Regions from separate parts of the Mus musculus genome. Here all the other regions are linked to region 4. A link is a contact called in public ChIA-PET and HiChIP or PLAC-seq data. All regions are on one chromosome and are shown on one strand. Each heading gives the region's core, a stretch centred on a gene start, on an enhancer-like site or on the middle of the called end of the contact. The rest is flanking DNA. Distances are from core to core; before and after follow the strand shown.

What was found. ChIA-PET counts read pairs in DNA pulled down with a chosen protein or histone mark. HiChIP or PLAC-seq counts read pairs in DNA pulled down with a chosen protein or histone mark.
Region 1: an H3K4me3 HiChIP or PLAC-seq map of embryonic stem cells shows a contact between it and region 4, with 19 read pairs. The contact joins the promoter of Slc4a11 here to the promoter of 1700037H04Rik in region 4. A contact is called at or near these places in 1 of 39 promoter capture datasets (liver), 1 of 484 Hi-C or Micro-C datasets (embryonic stem cells) and 2 of 115 datasets of contacts at active chromatin or transcription factors (both in embryonic stem cells).
Region 2: a contact with region 4 is called in an H3K27ac HiChIP or PLAC-seq map of trophoblast stem cells, with 7 times the contacts expected there. The contact joins the enhancer-like site here to the promoter of 1700037H04Rik in region 4. A contact is called at or near these places in 4 of 39 promoter capture datasets (the 3T3-L1 cell line, the C10 cell line and frontonasal cranial neural crest), 6 of 484 Hi-C or Micro-C datasets (the C2C12 cell line, the C3H10T1/2 cell line, the G1E-ER4 cell line and 2 more) and 14 of 115 datasets of contacts at active chromatin or transcription factors (astrocytes, bone marrow-derived macrophages, craniofacial prominence and 9 more).
Region 3: a contact with region 4 is called in an RNA polymerase II ChIA-PET map of memory CD8 T cells, with 15 read pairs. The contact joins the promoter of Ddrgk1 here to the promoter of 1700037H04Rik in region 4. A contact is called at or near these places in 2 of 115 datasets of contacts at active chromatin or transcription factors (embryonic stem cells and memory CD8 T cells) and 1 of 9 other capture datasets (liver).
Region 5: a FOXA1 HiChIP or PLAC-seq map of pancreatic cancer cells shows a contact between it and region 4. The contact joins the enhancer-like site here to the promoter of 1700037H04Rik in region 4. A contact is called at or near these places in 3 of 39 promoter capture datasets (the SN4741 cell line, liver and stem cell-derived epiblast-like cells), 2 of 115 datasets of contacts at active chromatin or transcription factors (astrocytes and pancreatic cancer cells) and 1 of 9 other capture datasets (liver).

The regions. Positions count from the first base shown.
Region 1 is chr2:130,696,130-130,698,829 of GRCm38.p6, reverse strand. Slc4a11 (solute carrier family 4, sodium bicarbonate transporter-like, member 11) reads left to right here and starts at 1,311. Exons shown (of 21, transcript NM_001081162.1): 1 at 1,311-1,471; 2 at 2,075-2,182.
Region 2 is chr2:131,512,457-131,515,156 of GRCm38.p6, reverse strand. The region is part of intron 2 of Smox (spermine oxidase); the gene reads right to left. Among named protein-coding and RNA genes, the nearest start is that of Gm30732, 12 kb to the left of the region's middle. Within about 2 kb of position 1,441, at least 37 of the 459 cell types and tissues checked have an H3K27ac peak or open chromatin away from gene starts, as enhancers often do. A contact at or near this core is called in trophoblast stem cells, where this site is marked.
Region 3 is chr2:130,663,247-130,665,946 of GRCm38.p6, reverse strand. Ddrgk1 (DDRGK domain containing 1) reads left to right here and starts at 1,302. Exons shown (of 9, transcript NM_029832.2): 1 at 1,302-1,472; 2 at 2,393-2,599. The coding sequence starts at 1,382. It also overlaps a transcript of Itpa not described here.
Region 4 is chr2:131,158,742-131,161,441 of GRCm38.p6, reverse strand. It overlaps 1700037H04Rik (RIKEN cDNA 1700037H04 gene), which reads left to right and starts at 1,361. Exons shown (of 6, transcript NM_026091.3): 1 at 1,361-1,489. It overlaps Gm14232 (a long non-coding RNA gene), which reads right to left. Exons shown (of 3, transcript XR_003954063.1): 2 at 1,716-1,937.
Region 5 is chr2:131,547,233-131,549,932 of GRCm38.p6, reverse strand. All of the region lies in intron 1 of Adra1d (adrenergic receptor, alpha 1d), which reads left to right. All of the region lies in intron 1 of Gm39938 (a long non-coding RNA gene), which reads right to left. Among named protein-coding and RNA genes, the nearest start is that of Gm39938, 10 kb to the right of the region's middle. Within about 2 kb of position 1,377, at least 49 of the 459 cell types and tissues checked have an H3K27ac peak or open chromatin away from gene starts, as enhancers often do. A contact at or near this core is called in the SN4741 cell line, astrocytes and pancreatic cancer cells, where this site is marked.

The DNA of each region.
Region 1 (2,700 bases), core at 62-2,561, 460 kb after region 4:
CAAAAGGGCTGAAGGGGGAAAGGTCACACTTCGGTCCTCTGAGACAGTGGTGCAGGAGTCTACAGACTGGGGTGGGGGTGGGAGTGGGTACTCCTGGCTCCTTTCTCCTCCTAATAAGGAGAGGTTGGGGAAATTGTTCCTTAAGTCTCCAGAGATTTTCTGGAACTGGAAGGGTTTGGACCAACCAAGTATTGGGGTGCTGCTAGGAAGCTATGCAAAAGACATAACATGAGAGACTGGGGTGGAAGAGGGATCCCGACCCTGAGTCAGCCATTCTGCCAGGCTCTTCAGCTTTCCTGAACCCCCACCCTGCAACACCACCAGCCTGGATAGAGCTAGGAGTCTTTTTTTTGGGGGGAAGGGGAGTGTTCGAGACAGGGTTTCTCTGTGTAGCCCTGGCTGTCCTGGAACTCACTTTGTAGACCAGGCTGGCCTCAAACTCAAAAAATCCATCTGCCTCTGCCTCCCAAGTGTTGGGATTAAAGGCGTGCGCCACAACTGCCGGGTTTAGGGCTAGGATTCTAAGGAGAAGATACTGAGAGGAGTTCCTAAGAGCTAAGTGAACAACATGGCATGTAGCCTCCTCCCAGGGCCTGCTTACCCCAACAAAGGCAGCGTGCGGCTATCCCTGAGTCATCACGGTTCTTAGAGATGGGAGGGATCCTGGAATAACGAGCGCGCGCGTCTGTGTGTGTGTGTGTGTGTGTGTGTGTGTGTGTGTGTGTAGGGGAGACTTCAGGACCCTCCGTACCTTCAATCCGAATGCCAACTTGGCTCACCATGCCTATTTATATGCAAATTCCCGCAACACTCCAAATGCCTTTCCAACTCACCCACCCCCTAACACGCTTGAGCAACAGTGAAAGGAACTGTGTGGAAGCTATCACGGAGTGGGAAGGAGTGGCTGGAGAATAGTACTTTACTTAAGTGTGTGCCCCAGGGACAATAGGAAGCTCAAGGTCTGTAGAATCACTGGGAAGCCACCGAAGGTTGGGTTGGGGTTAAGGAAAGAGGTGCTCAACGCACTTATCAGAACTCACCGCAAGCCGCTCTCCAGAGACCCGGCCACTTCCTAACCTGGGAGAGGGATGCGGAACCGAGAGCGGGCGCCAGCGGGTGAACACGCGGGAGCGTGGGCGGCTTAGGGCGCTAGCCCACGGGCAAGTGCAGAAAGCGGCGTAGGCGGGGGTTGGGGACCGCCCTGGCGGTCGGGGGCGTGGCGAGGGCAAAGGGGCGCGGCAAGGGAGGGTTGGGGGCGATTCGGCAGCCCGAGGGTGTGGCAGTCAGTGGCGTACAGCTAAGGTGGGGGCGGAGTTCCTCCAAGCTTTTAAAACAGGCGCGCCCCTTCCCTCCGGGCTCCAGTGAGTGTCCCTGCACTGCTCTGAAACTTCGTAGTCCCTCCCAGGCCGGCACCCCACGACTCTCAGGCCTGCGCACGCGAGCCGCCGAGGATCCAGAACAGACCTCGCGGGTGAGGGCGCGACTTTGGCTGGAAGCAGCCTCACGCCGCACGGTTAGGAGCGCGGCGCGGCTCGCAGGAGTGTCGCCGGCTCCAGCTGCGAGCCGGCCCAGAACCACGGAGTCCTGATTGAGAAGCCCGGGCCATGGCCACGCCAGGCGTGTATGCCAGCGCCGGCCTCTCAGGCCTGGGTGGGCGAGAGGCTGTGCCGGCTTTGCGCCTCCGGAGGGGTTCGACCAAAAGAGTTCCGAATGTCAGTGCGCGCGCGCGGGGCAAGGGGCGGCCTGGGACACCGTGGGCATCCTGTCCGTGTTTGTTCTGCGTTCGCGGTCTTGACACACACACCCTCAGCAACTGAAGGAAAGATGTAACGTAGCCGGCGGAGGGGAGGGTTGGGAGCTCCGAAATGGGCAGGGTGGCGCTTTGGTGTCCTCAGCACCGGATTGCGTTCCGCCGCCTAGAGTTACGATTCATCAGAGCTGGGTGTATCCGGCCACTCACCTGCACGTGGGTGTGGTCTGTTCCCCTTAGCTACCGCCCCAAGTGCCTCCAAATCCTGCCCATCTACTCACTCTCAGTGGCTGCAAACATGGACTACATCTTTTTCTCGTACAGGCCCATCCTCCCGTGCGTCCTTCTTTGCACAAACATCTCGGATAGTACCTCCAATCTCTGTGTACTGCACACCCACTCTACCCCTTCTTTCCGGCATCGCAGGACACGGTACAACCCTGGGATAGAGGCAGTTGCTGGGTCGGTCCCCTGGGTGACCCCTAGGCCATTGAAGAGATGGGAAGAACTGCGTCTGAGATGGGCATGTGTGGCCCTTGGCAACCAGGGCAGATCTGAGGAGAGGCTCACCCCCACCTCAAAGTGCTGGGCGAGGCTGGGCTGGATCCAGGGAGGAGGCGATTTCCAGTTGTCTTCCTCCAGAACTGGATGGGGCTCAGTCAGAGACGCTTGGATTAATGAGCCGAGTACTGATGATAATTTAGTGATGACATGACCTGAGGAAGTACTCTTCACTTCCCTGGCACGCATAGGAAGTCCATACTAGGCAGACTAAGGGATTTAATACCTTACAGTAAGGATGGTCATCCCAGACACTGCAGGCTCCCCTACATAGTACTTTGACCCCCACCTCTCTCATGCAAGTGGGCTTGCATGTGTTCCTAGGAAGGATGAGGAATCATCAGGCATGGGGTGAACTAAGGCTGTCCAGGGCTGGTCCACAGGATTGG
Region 2 (2,700 bases), core at 192-2,691, 350 kb before region 4:
TCACGTCCACCTCATAGTCCATCACTGAGGGAAGCCAGGGAATGAACCCAAACATGGCATAAGCCTGGAGAGAGAAGCTGATGCAGAAGCCATGGAGGGGTGCTGCTTACGGGCTTGCTCCCCATGCTTGCTAGGCCTATGCCCAGGATCACCTGCACAAGGTGATGTCACCCACAGTGAGCTGAGCCCTTCCACGTCAATCATCAGTCAAGATGCACCACGGGCCATTTCAGTGGGGGTAGTTTCAAAATTGAATTCCCTCTTCCAAAATGACTCAAGCTTGTGTCAAGCTGACAAAAAAAAAAAAAAAAAAAAAAAAAACAACTAGCCAGCACTCTCAAAGTAACAACTATGTAAAGAAACAGAGATTCACCTTGCTAGCAACATGAGCTCAGACCAAACCCTACACTTCCTACCAGACAAGAGGGTAAGGCCATTTAGAGATCCTAACCAACTTGAGTGACATTTCCATGTGACCCTGAAATGCAAGAATCAAGGCAAAGCCAGCAAGAGACTCACTTACCCCTACCTGAGTCCTGTCCACACTTCCTTCCCACAGACCTTATAAGCTCTTATATCTGGGGTGGCTTGCTCTGTAGCAGGAGCTGTCTGACACAGTCTAAAGACAGTAGCATTGTCCCTCAGCCCAAGAAGTAGGCATGTCCTCCTTATCTGCATGCCTTCCCTTTCTTGGGTTGTTTCTAATTAAACCACTAGTTACTAAAAATAGCCCTGTGAGATGAATGTGCCTACAACAAAACACAGCCTCATGCTGCAGCTAGAAGAGAACAACTGCCTGGTGTCTCTGAAAGAGGCAGGCATGCGCAGACCCCCATGTGTAGGAAAAGTAAGCAGACTGAAGGACCAAAAACAGAAAGCCCAGGACCCTGCCCACAGGACCGCCTGCTGGCCGGTGAGGGTACCGCTAGAGCCTCAGGCATCTGTTCTACATTGAGCTCCCATTAGGAGCAGAGGGAGAACAGTAATATTATTATTGTTGTTATTGCTATTATTATCAATTTGTTTTTACCCAATGCTGCACATGTATATAGTACAGTACCAGCCACTCTCTCCTCCCCAGAAGCCCTCCCTCACATGCCACCACCAAGGGTACTTCTCTCGCTCATGGCCGTCTCGGCCACACCTGTATTCCCAAGGGCTCCAGGCACCACCTCATGCCTACTCACCTCCTAGCAAGTGGTATCCTCAGAGCTGGCTCTGGACCCCTGCTCTCACTTCTGACAGGGACATGGCCATCATGCCATGCTGCAGCATGTCCATTGACACACTGGGTTCTGAGGCCTGCCTGTCTGCACACAACACAGGTACCCTGACCAGCATGTTCTCCCCTCTCTCTTCACATTCATTATTCCACACAGCCTAGTCACTCCCTCTTCTCTGCCTGGCAAGCTTCCCATCTGGTCGTCTGACACCCTGTGCCTTCCCTGCATGGTCTCAGTTGTCAGCTGCCTCAGGGACTGGGCCACCTATCTCCCCATCTTCTGTTTCTACATCAAACTCTAAATAGCTCATCAAGCCCAAAGAATCATAAATGGGACTGCTCTTCCCGGAGGCTGCCAGCCAGCCAATCAACAATGAGCAAAGAGCCCTGGGGCTCCTTGGCTGCCCCAGCCTTGTGAGAACTTTGGACAGCACTTTCATTCTTACTGCCAAGAGTCACCCAAGTTTGTGCCTGAAAAAGAGAAACAGAGACCCTGTCTCAAAAAAGAAATGTTAGAAAGCAATTGTGGGAGATAATCAATGTGGGCCTCTAGCCTCTAAACACACAGACACACACACACACACAAATTCATATACACACAAACACACACATAGCACACACACACACTCATACACACTCTCACACACACTCACACATAGACACACACATACATACAGACACACATTCACACATAGCACACATACACTCATACACACTCTCACACACTCACAGACATATTCATGCACTCACACAGACACACATTCACACATAGCACACACACACTCATACACCCTCTTACACACTCACAGACATACACACACTCACATACACACATACACACACATAGCACATACATACACATACAGAGATACACACGCACTCACATAGACACAGATGCACACAGATGCACACACTCACACATACTCATGCAGCACATACTCACACAGCACACACTCACATAATGCACACTCATAACACATACACTCACAGACATACACATTCTCACATACACACATACACATACTCACTCACACATAGCACACATACACACGTACATATACACACAGAGGGTCAAATCTCTCACATACACCAGGTCACTGCATGTTTTCTCACTGGGTCGTCTTCATACTCCCAACCCACTCAACCCACTGCTGGCCAGAACACCCTACACACACGGTGGCTGTCAGAACCCTCATCTCCAGCTCCATTTCAGGAAATATCTCTACGCTCTAGAACCCTAGCAACATCTTCCCATCCCAGGGGCAAGTCTCTTCTTTGGCTGCAACAAGGACCGATCTTTACAGACAACCCTAAGACACACATCACCCACAGGGAAGCCTAAAATCCCCCTTCCACTCTAATAACCCTAGTTCCTGTTGTCTGTCCTCAGTTATGATAACCTAACTCATACTAAAAACTAATGACTAATCAGAACTTATACAATGCCCCCTCCTTCTTGTGACTTTAAAATGAGGACC
Region 3 (2,700 bases), core at 53-2,552, 500 kb after region 4:
ATTAATATACATATATATATATATATATATATCACATATAAAATAACATTTGTTAAGAAGCCAGCCAGGTGTGGTGGCACACGCCTTTAATCCCAGCACTTGGGAGGCAGAGGCAGGTGGATTTCTGAGTTCGAGGTCAGCCTGGTCTACAGAGTGAGTTCCAGGACAGCCAGGGCTACACAGAGAAACCCTGTCTCGGAAAAAAAATAATAATAATTCAGGAGCCAGGCAGGTCTGTGGTGCCACATGCCTTTAATTATAACCAAGGAAGAGGCAAGCAGATCCCTCTAAGTTTGTGGCCAGCCTTGTGTACATATTGAGTTCTAGGCCAGGCAGGGCCATATAATGAGAGCTCAAAGAACTAAAACAAAACAACCCATCCTCAAAAGATGGAGGAGCGTCTGGACATCAGGGTGCACACCTGTACTCCCATATAATCCAGGCACTTATGAGGCAGAAGCAAAGGATCAGTTTAAAGTCACCATCTACTATACACCAAGTCCAAGGCCAGCCTAGGCTACCAGATACCCTGTCTCAGAACAAAACCAAACAACTAAAGGTGGGGGGCAGCTGCGATAAAATTCCAGCAAAGCCTCAACCTTCAGCCGAACATGGATCTAAATCTCCAAATATACGGAAAGAACGTAGGTGCTAGAGATAAAGCTTACCGTAACAGCGCTTGCCTGACGCCTGGAAGGCCTTAGGTTTATCAACATTGAGAAACAAATTACAAAACATTCCACATTTACAGAAAGTAATACAATGGATGCCTAACTTGCAGTATTAATAAGATATTCGTACACACGTTGCATTTTTCAGTGCTCCAAATTAAACTAAGGGCCTTGGCCATGAGTGCTCTACTACTAATCTACAACCCCAGCTTAGTCCCCTACTTACTCGCCCCACTATTTTCTTCCTTTTTCTTTCTTTTTTTCTTAAACACTTATTTGACGTGTATGAGTGTTTCGCAGGTATGCATATCTGTGTATAACCTGCGTGCCTGACACTCGAGAGGGTCTGAAGAGGGTTTTGGGTCCCCTGGAATTGAAGTAATAGAAGGTTGTAAGCCACTATGTGGGTGCTGCGAACTGAACCCTGGCCCACTGGAAGAGCAGTCAGCGTCATTAAATGCAGACGACCTCCATGTTGCCATATAGCCAGAGACGACCTTGAAATGTTGGTCTCCGAGTCTCCACTTCCCGAGCACTGGGATGGCAAGCAAATGTGGCATCAGGGACTCTTCAGTTAACTGAGGCCCAGGTCAAGCCCAGGGTGGGGGCGGAGCTCAGCGAGCGGCTGGGCAGGGCGGACGGTAGTGGGCGGGGCCTGGCGATCCGGATCCCGCAGGCGCGCTGGCTGCGCTGCCCGGCTGTCTGTCGTCATGGTGGGGCCCTGGGTGTATCTGGTGGCGGCAGTTTTGCTCATCGGCCTGATCCTCTTCCTGACTCGCAGCCGGGGTCGGGCGGCAGCAGGTAGGAGGTGCCGCCGTCCCAGGGCTGGAGGAATCCGTTTTTCAGAGTTCCTGGGCTTTGGTAGGCCCTCGACTCGTGCGCATGCACTGACGAGCTTTCCTGTGCTTACGAGGAGCTTGTGCGCTGGCCCGAGCTTTGCGCACGCGCCTTAGGACACACTCGGAATTAGCGCGGAGCCCAGAGCTGGGGATGCAACCTAGGAACCAAGCCTGCCTTTCTACTCTGCACCAATAGGAGAGGCTGCCGGTTTTCTAATCCTGCCCAGTGTGTTCCGCTTACTAGGAGTAGGAGGGCTAAGCAGCCTTAGGAAACTGAATGCATCTCCCGCCAAAGAGGGCACCCATGCTGCTTTGCCTCGCCTCCACCAGGGTTAGAAGTGGCCTGGCACTGACAACCTGACAGTCCCCCTTACTAACATTTCACGTAAGTGTAGGAGTTTCTATATATCTCTCTGATGCCTGACCCCATAAGCCACCTCAGAGCACCTCTGTGTCCCACGGGCAGAAGAGACAGAAGCTGAGGTAAAGCTGATTGCCAACAAGTCTTCCAGGGAGGGACGATTCAGCCTCGACTGTGACATGTAGTCTCTGGTTGGCGTACCCTATAAAATCATAACATAGCAAGAAGTAAATGTAATCTTGCAGCGGGCATGGAGCGAGATCTGTAAACCTCAGGGTGAGAGTATCCTCACAGGTCGCCTGTTCAAGATGAAGATATCAAAGGAGGTAGGAAATGAGAAGTGAGCATCAGGCCAAAGTGTGCGTACAAAAAAGGCCTTGACAAACCTAAGTTGGGACTTGGTGCTGTGGGCAGCAATAGTCTGAGGTGGTTCAGCAGGGGGATGAGACTCCCAAGATCCTGTGCTTCACTCTCTTGAAGATGGGCTGCTTGACAGTGTTATGATTCCTCCCTCCCAAAAGCTGACGGAGAACCACTGCACAATGAGGAAGAGAGGGCAGGAGCAGGCCAGGTAGGCCGCTCTTTGCCCCAGGAGTCTGAAGAACAGAGAACTGGAAGCAGACCCCGGCGTCGGAGGGACTTGGGCAGCCGTCTACAGGCCCAGCGTCGAGCCCAGCGAGTGGCCTGGGAAGACGGGGATGAGAATGTGGGTCAAACTGTTATTCCAGGTAAGAGGGCCCAGCCTGGGGGAGGGCTGGATTAAAGGCGTTCGGAAGTCTCCCAAGCTAGAGACACACAAGGAGCATGAAGCCAGTGGAGGAAGGACATT
Region 4 (2,700 bases), core at 112-2,611:
AAATCAACACACACCTAGGCAGTAAAATAAACGCGAGAAATAGGAATCAGAGGGGACTATGGTAAACTGACGTTCCAGAAAGGCAGGGACCGCTACCCCCAAAGCCCTTGGTTCTTGTTTTGAATGTAAATGTGAGAATGTGTTGTTAGATCTGATATTTCAAAAGAAGACTGGAAATGAGAATCCTTTGTGAAGAAGTAGGATGAGGGGCAAGAAGATGGGAAGAAAAGTATTTATAAAAGTCTCCGGGGGCTATACATCTGCAGGCTGCTTTTGCCTGGCGTGGTGGCCTTCAGGATACTTTGGAGGCACTGTCTGCTGACTTGGAAAAGAACAGATATGGAACACACCACGGGGCTTCTGGAAAGGTGGGAGTAGGGGTTGAGTAGGCTGGGATTAGAATGAAAAGTTCTCAATGTCCGCTCTGGAGGACAGAATTTTCTCAACAGTAGGGAGCGCACGTACCATCCAAAACAACGATAAAAAGTTTGAGAAGCCCTGCTGAAGACAGCAGGGAAGCACTGGGCCCTCTGAAGTAACGCTATGAAAACAATAGCACAGAAAGACTATTTGTTACCAGCGTGCGAACACAAGATCCGAGTCAGGTTAACAGCCATAAGGACACGGAAGAGTCGGACCTTGAGGACTCTTACAGGCAGCGACCACATTCTATCGGAAAAACAAGCAAGCTCTCAGCGGTCCAAGGCCTGTCTCCGCTAGTTAAGTTGGAAGGATCGGGAACCTGTGTGTTCTGACTGCTCTTTCGGCACTTTAAACCTCTTGTCCTAATCAGTGTATATAAGGATAGAGATAGTCGCACACGGACAGGTGGGCCTGTGGCAAAAATCCACAAGCCTTAGTAAGTGCTCTACGAAGACGCCCACACCCTGTCGGGTGGGTCGAGACGCATCCCGCTGCCATGGCGACCGCCTCCTTGGAGACCAGGAGCAGAAGCTCCTGTCCCCGGGGGCGCCCGCGTACGCTCCCTTCCCCCCTTCCTACGCCGCGTGCCTTCTTTGTTCTAATGCTTATTTGGAATAGGGAATGGGTGGGAAAGGAAGACCGAAATCCAGACTCAGTCCAGTAGGAAAGGTGACTGCTTAACTCCTAGACAAAACTGCCGCGGATCGGAAACCTCATGGGGAAGGTCGCTCTGGTCGGTTTCCAGCAGCGGTTCCAACATAGCTCCCATCCCGCTTCATCACCCAAGCTCGTGCCGCTGGGGTGACGTCGACTCGTGGGGCTCAGCCTCCGCGCACACGTGATGTGGAATCTCGTCGTTAATTGGTGGATCTCAGAGACAGCTCATTGGTCTGAAGTGCCCTAGCCCCGCCCCTCAACGCCCCTCAAGCCAATGAAGGAGGAGAGGGCGTGGCGCGAGGCTGATGCGGCGCGGGGCTCTTCCTCGCGCTCTCCAGCCCGTTCTGCTGCTGCTACCGCCGCCTCCGCGGTCGTTTCTGACCGCCTGGCCGCGGGGCTCGCCTGCAAGGTGAGATGGGCCCTCCGGGCTCCGTCTAGTTCACCAGAGACGGCTCCTGGGTCTGAGATCCTCAGCTGTGCTGGAGCTGGAGGCTTTGCTTTCTAGCCTGAGGAACTCTGTAGAAGCGGGATGGGGTGGGGGATGTGGGGTCCTGGGTACAAATGACGGTTAGCGGGCAGGGTACAAGTGACACCTGAGGGTGGGGGCGTAAATGTGGCTGACGTCCCGTTCCTACCTGGTCCTCGTGGCTCTATGTGACCTTGGAAGAGTAGCCTCTGAGCCTCCGGTGCCCGGGCACGATCATGAGGAGGATGTTGATGTTGGGAGTGTCGGCTCCAGAGACTCCTGCGTCAGCCTGGCGAGCTCAGAGAGCGCAGGGCATTATCTCAGATGGACAGATCCGCGGCCTTGCTCTTGGTGTGGGTACGTCTGAGGCCCGTTCTGCTGCTCTTGTCCCCTGAGAAAACAATAACACTGAGGTGGGGCGTGCCACACCCACAGGGATGGCGGTAGGAAAGGCCAGAGGGCCAGAGCCAGAGCCTCTCCAGTGTCTCACAGAAATGGTTGGATTTAGGTTCTGGACCAGTGCTCCTGTTAGTGAACAGGGCTCGGTTGGACAGCTTGAGTCTTTCCTCTTTAATCTTGGTGGTGGGATGTGAAGGTAGGGCATTGCTTTGCACTGGGGTGGGGTGGGGTGGGCTGGGTGGGTGGTGGGTGGGTGGGTGGGGGGTAGGAGCAGCTTTCACCCGTGTCTCTGCTTCTTGGGTGAAAGAGTCAATCTAGAGGCCAGATGAATCCAAGCAGCCTCCTTTGATGTCAGAGGGGGATGTGGGAAGTGAATGCTAGGCAGAGGAGAACCACACAGGTTGGTAGACAGGAGGGACTAACACCCTTTTCACAGGTCAACCCTTCCCTCCACTGTTTGTGAGAGTAAACACCTATTACCGTCCTTGCATCCCTGGCTTTGGGGAAGGGGGCTCCAAAGATAGGTCAAGGCTGAGGAGATGAAAGATTGCTTCCACATGCGACCTCCATGTAGCACTCCCTGTCTGAGACTTCAGTGGGTGTTCTTTGAGCTTTAAGGGGAGGTTGGATAAGTGCTTCTGCTGGGCTGATGATTGAGCTGTGACTGGGTCCCTGGATGGGTGTAGGGGAGGTGGTAGGAAGAATTGAAGGTTGTTTACTGCTCTGACATAGAAAGGGCTTTTATGGGGTTGGGA
Region 5 (2,700 bases), core at 128-2,627, 390 kb before region 4:
GGCTACAGCTGGCAGCACACAGTAGCCTCCTTGGTAAAAACAACTTCTAAAGCAAGTTTGCCCAGCTGGGCTTTGTACCCATAAGAAATCAGAGAATGATGTTCAGGATGGGGGAGTGAGCCCACTAGAACCAAGGAGGAGTGTGCCCGAGTACTGAGAGTGGTATAGCCTCAGCCCCAAGACTCCTGTATACCCATTGAGACTTTCATAGCCTTAGTCTGTACTGTGTTGCTATAACAAAATAGTTGAGATTAACAACCTTATAAAGAAAAGAGGTTTATTTGTCTCTCAGTTCTGATAGCTGGGAAGCCCAGACAACATCATCATCAGTATCTAGGAAGGGCTTATGGGAACAACACAGAATGGAAGAGAATGGAAGGGGAAATGGCAGAGTATAAGAGAAATAGATATATGTGGTGGTCTTGCTTTATATCCCAGTGTCATGAGAATTATCCCAGTCTTATAAGACCTGGCCCACTCCCACCAGACAGCATTAACCCTTCCATGAGAATGGAGCTGCCCCCGCCACCACCACCACCACCACCTACCTTCCACAAGGCCCCATCCATTACACATTGTCCCACCTCAATATGCACTGAGGGCCAAGCTTCCGCAGCACCGGTAACAAAGCTGATGCACTGATGGGGGATGAGCAGGTAAAGCAGCTGGTGGATCCACCAGCTGTCTCTGGCAGACTGCAACAAAGAAGCCTGAGTATCCTAAGCAGTATATCTGCACACCGTGGTTAGAAAGAGAGTAAGAACTGATTGTGGCAGAGGCTGTGGGGCCCACCTGTTTCCCTCAGATCTCCGGTTTGCACAGGCCCACTCCTAAGTGCCTGCCTGCATCTCTTACCCACAGGCTTCCGTAACTTACTCCTTTTTGCAGCCCATCCAAAATGCAGTCCATATAAGTGGGGAAATTTAATTAGTGAAGAAATCAGCTAGAGAATGATGGAGATGAGTGTTAGGTACCCACATCCCTCACCATTGGTGGGAAAACCCAAAACTCCCCTTAGGGGTTAAGCCTCAGTTTCTCACATTAGCAACTGACTTACCAGTCAGCAGCTACCCAAGGTGTTTCACTATCAGGCTAAACGCTTGCACTTGAACCCTGTCCTATCTCAGAGCTTGCTTCTGAGAAAACTCAAAGTAAGTCAGACCTCAAGGGAAGCAGAAGGAAATTGTTGGGGCTGGAAGCCTGCCTTTGAATCCCAGCCCCTTCGGGTGTGAGAAATTCCCTGTTCCAGGAAGACTCTGCAAAAGTCAGTTGTGCATAAATTAAAGTATCAATGTCTGCAGTAAGACTGGGACAGCACTAAAACATGGCATGCTGTCCACATATCTGAATAAAACCAGGCTGGCAACAACCACTGGACAACATAGTCCACTGATGTGTCAGCCACTGCTAAACAGAAAAAAATGCAGTCTGAGTCAGAATGGCATTTCCAGCATTTGGCTTGACTTTGCAGCCATTGAGGGATGCTATCCTTGAGGGTGCTCTTCCTGCAGGACAGGATCCTTCCTTCGGGCATTTTCCAGGGACTGCCTAACCCTTCTGCAGGGGGAAATAAGCCTTGCTGAGCCCTGGTACCCATAACCCCGCCGTATTTCAGCTACTGTTTCTGACCGCTCTCTAGATACAGTCAGTAAGTCCTTTCCCAAGTCTGTGGTACCTCTCTGAAAAGCCACAGGGCAGGGGAGGGATAAGTAGGGGTGGGTGAGTGGGTAGGTGGGTTGTTTGGTGGGTTAGTTTGCTTGCTGTTCTAAGAATTGAACCTGGGGCTCTCAAATGCTGCATGAGTTCTCTAGTACTGATCTATATTATCTCTACCCCAACACATTTAGATTAAAATCCTGCTAAGCACTGAGCCCTGAAATTTATGAATCCCATCCAGAGAATTATTATTGTCTCCAGCTCACAGAAAAAGAAAGTGAGGCTTTCAGTGGCCAAGTAGCTTGCCAGGGGCAGCATGAGCAGGTGGGAAAAGGCTGGGCTGTGTGGTGGGTACTGTCCTCTCCTTCCACCATCTCTTAGCATCAGGAACTGTTTCTCCATGTGGGTAGTAGGTGATATGCAAGGGTCTCTGCCATATTGGGGTAAATCAGGGGGAGAATTTGTCAGAGAATGCCATGCCTGGCCTTCTCTGTCTCTCAGATCTGCAGGCTTTGTCCAGAGTGACGCTTGTGCTGAGGATGAGATAGGTGAGAGGTGACCTCTAGGCAGCACCTTTGCACTCAGTCTCCTTCCCCTGAGAACGGCTTCCTTGGAGTCCGTATTGGGGATACTAATGGAGATATTTGTGGAAAACCAGGTCTTAGTGCCCGTTTGCACTTGTCTGGTGTTCTGTTCCCCCACCTAAAACCATCCCAGCTTTTCCTCAACACTTTCCCGGGCACAGCCCTACAGGGCTACATTTTGACAGCCATGGGTATTGTGCTCTGAACTGGGTCTCTCACCAGCTTAAAAATAACCAGAGCTCTAACTCCCCCACTGAAGGAAAGCTGTGCCTTAATTCAAGGTCCTCCATTATGGAGCCTAGATGAGATGTGAGCTCACCCTACAGGATAGCCACAGGCTCCGTGCCTGTCCCATCCTGCCTAAGTCTGAGATGGTTGGAAGCTGTCGCTGAGCCTACGATCAGCCCTGTGCCCCATTGGTAGTCACACTGTCACCCAGAGCCAGCACCACAGTTTCACG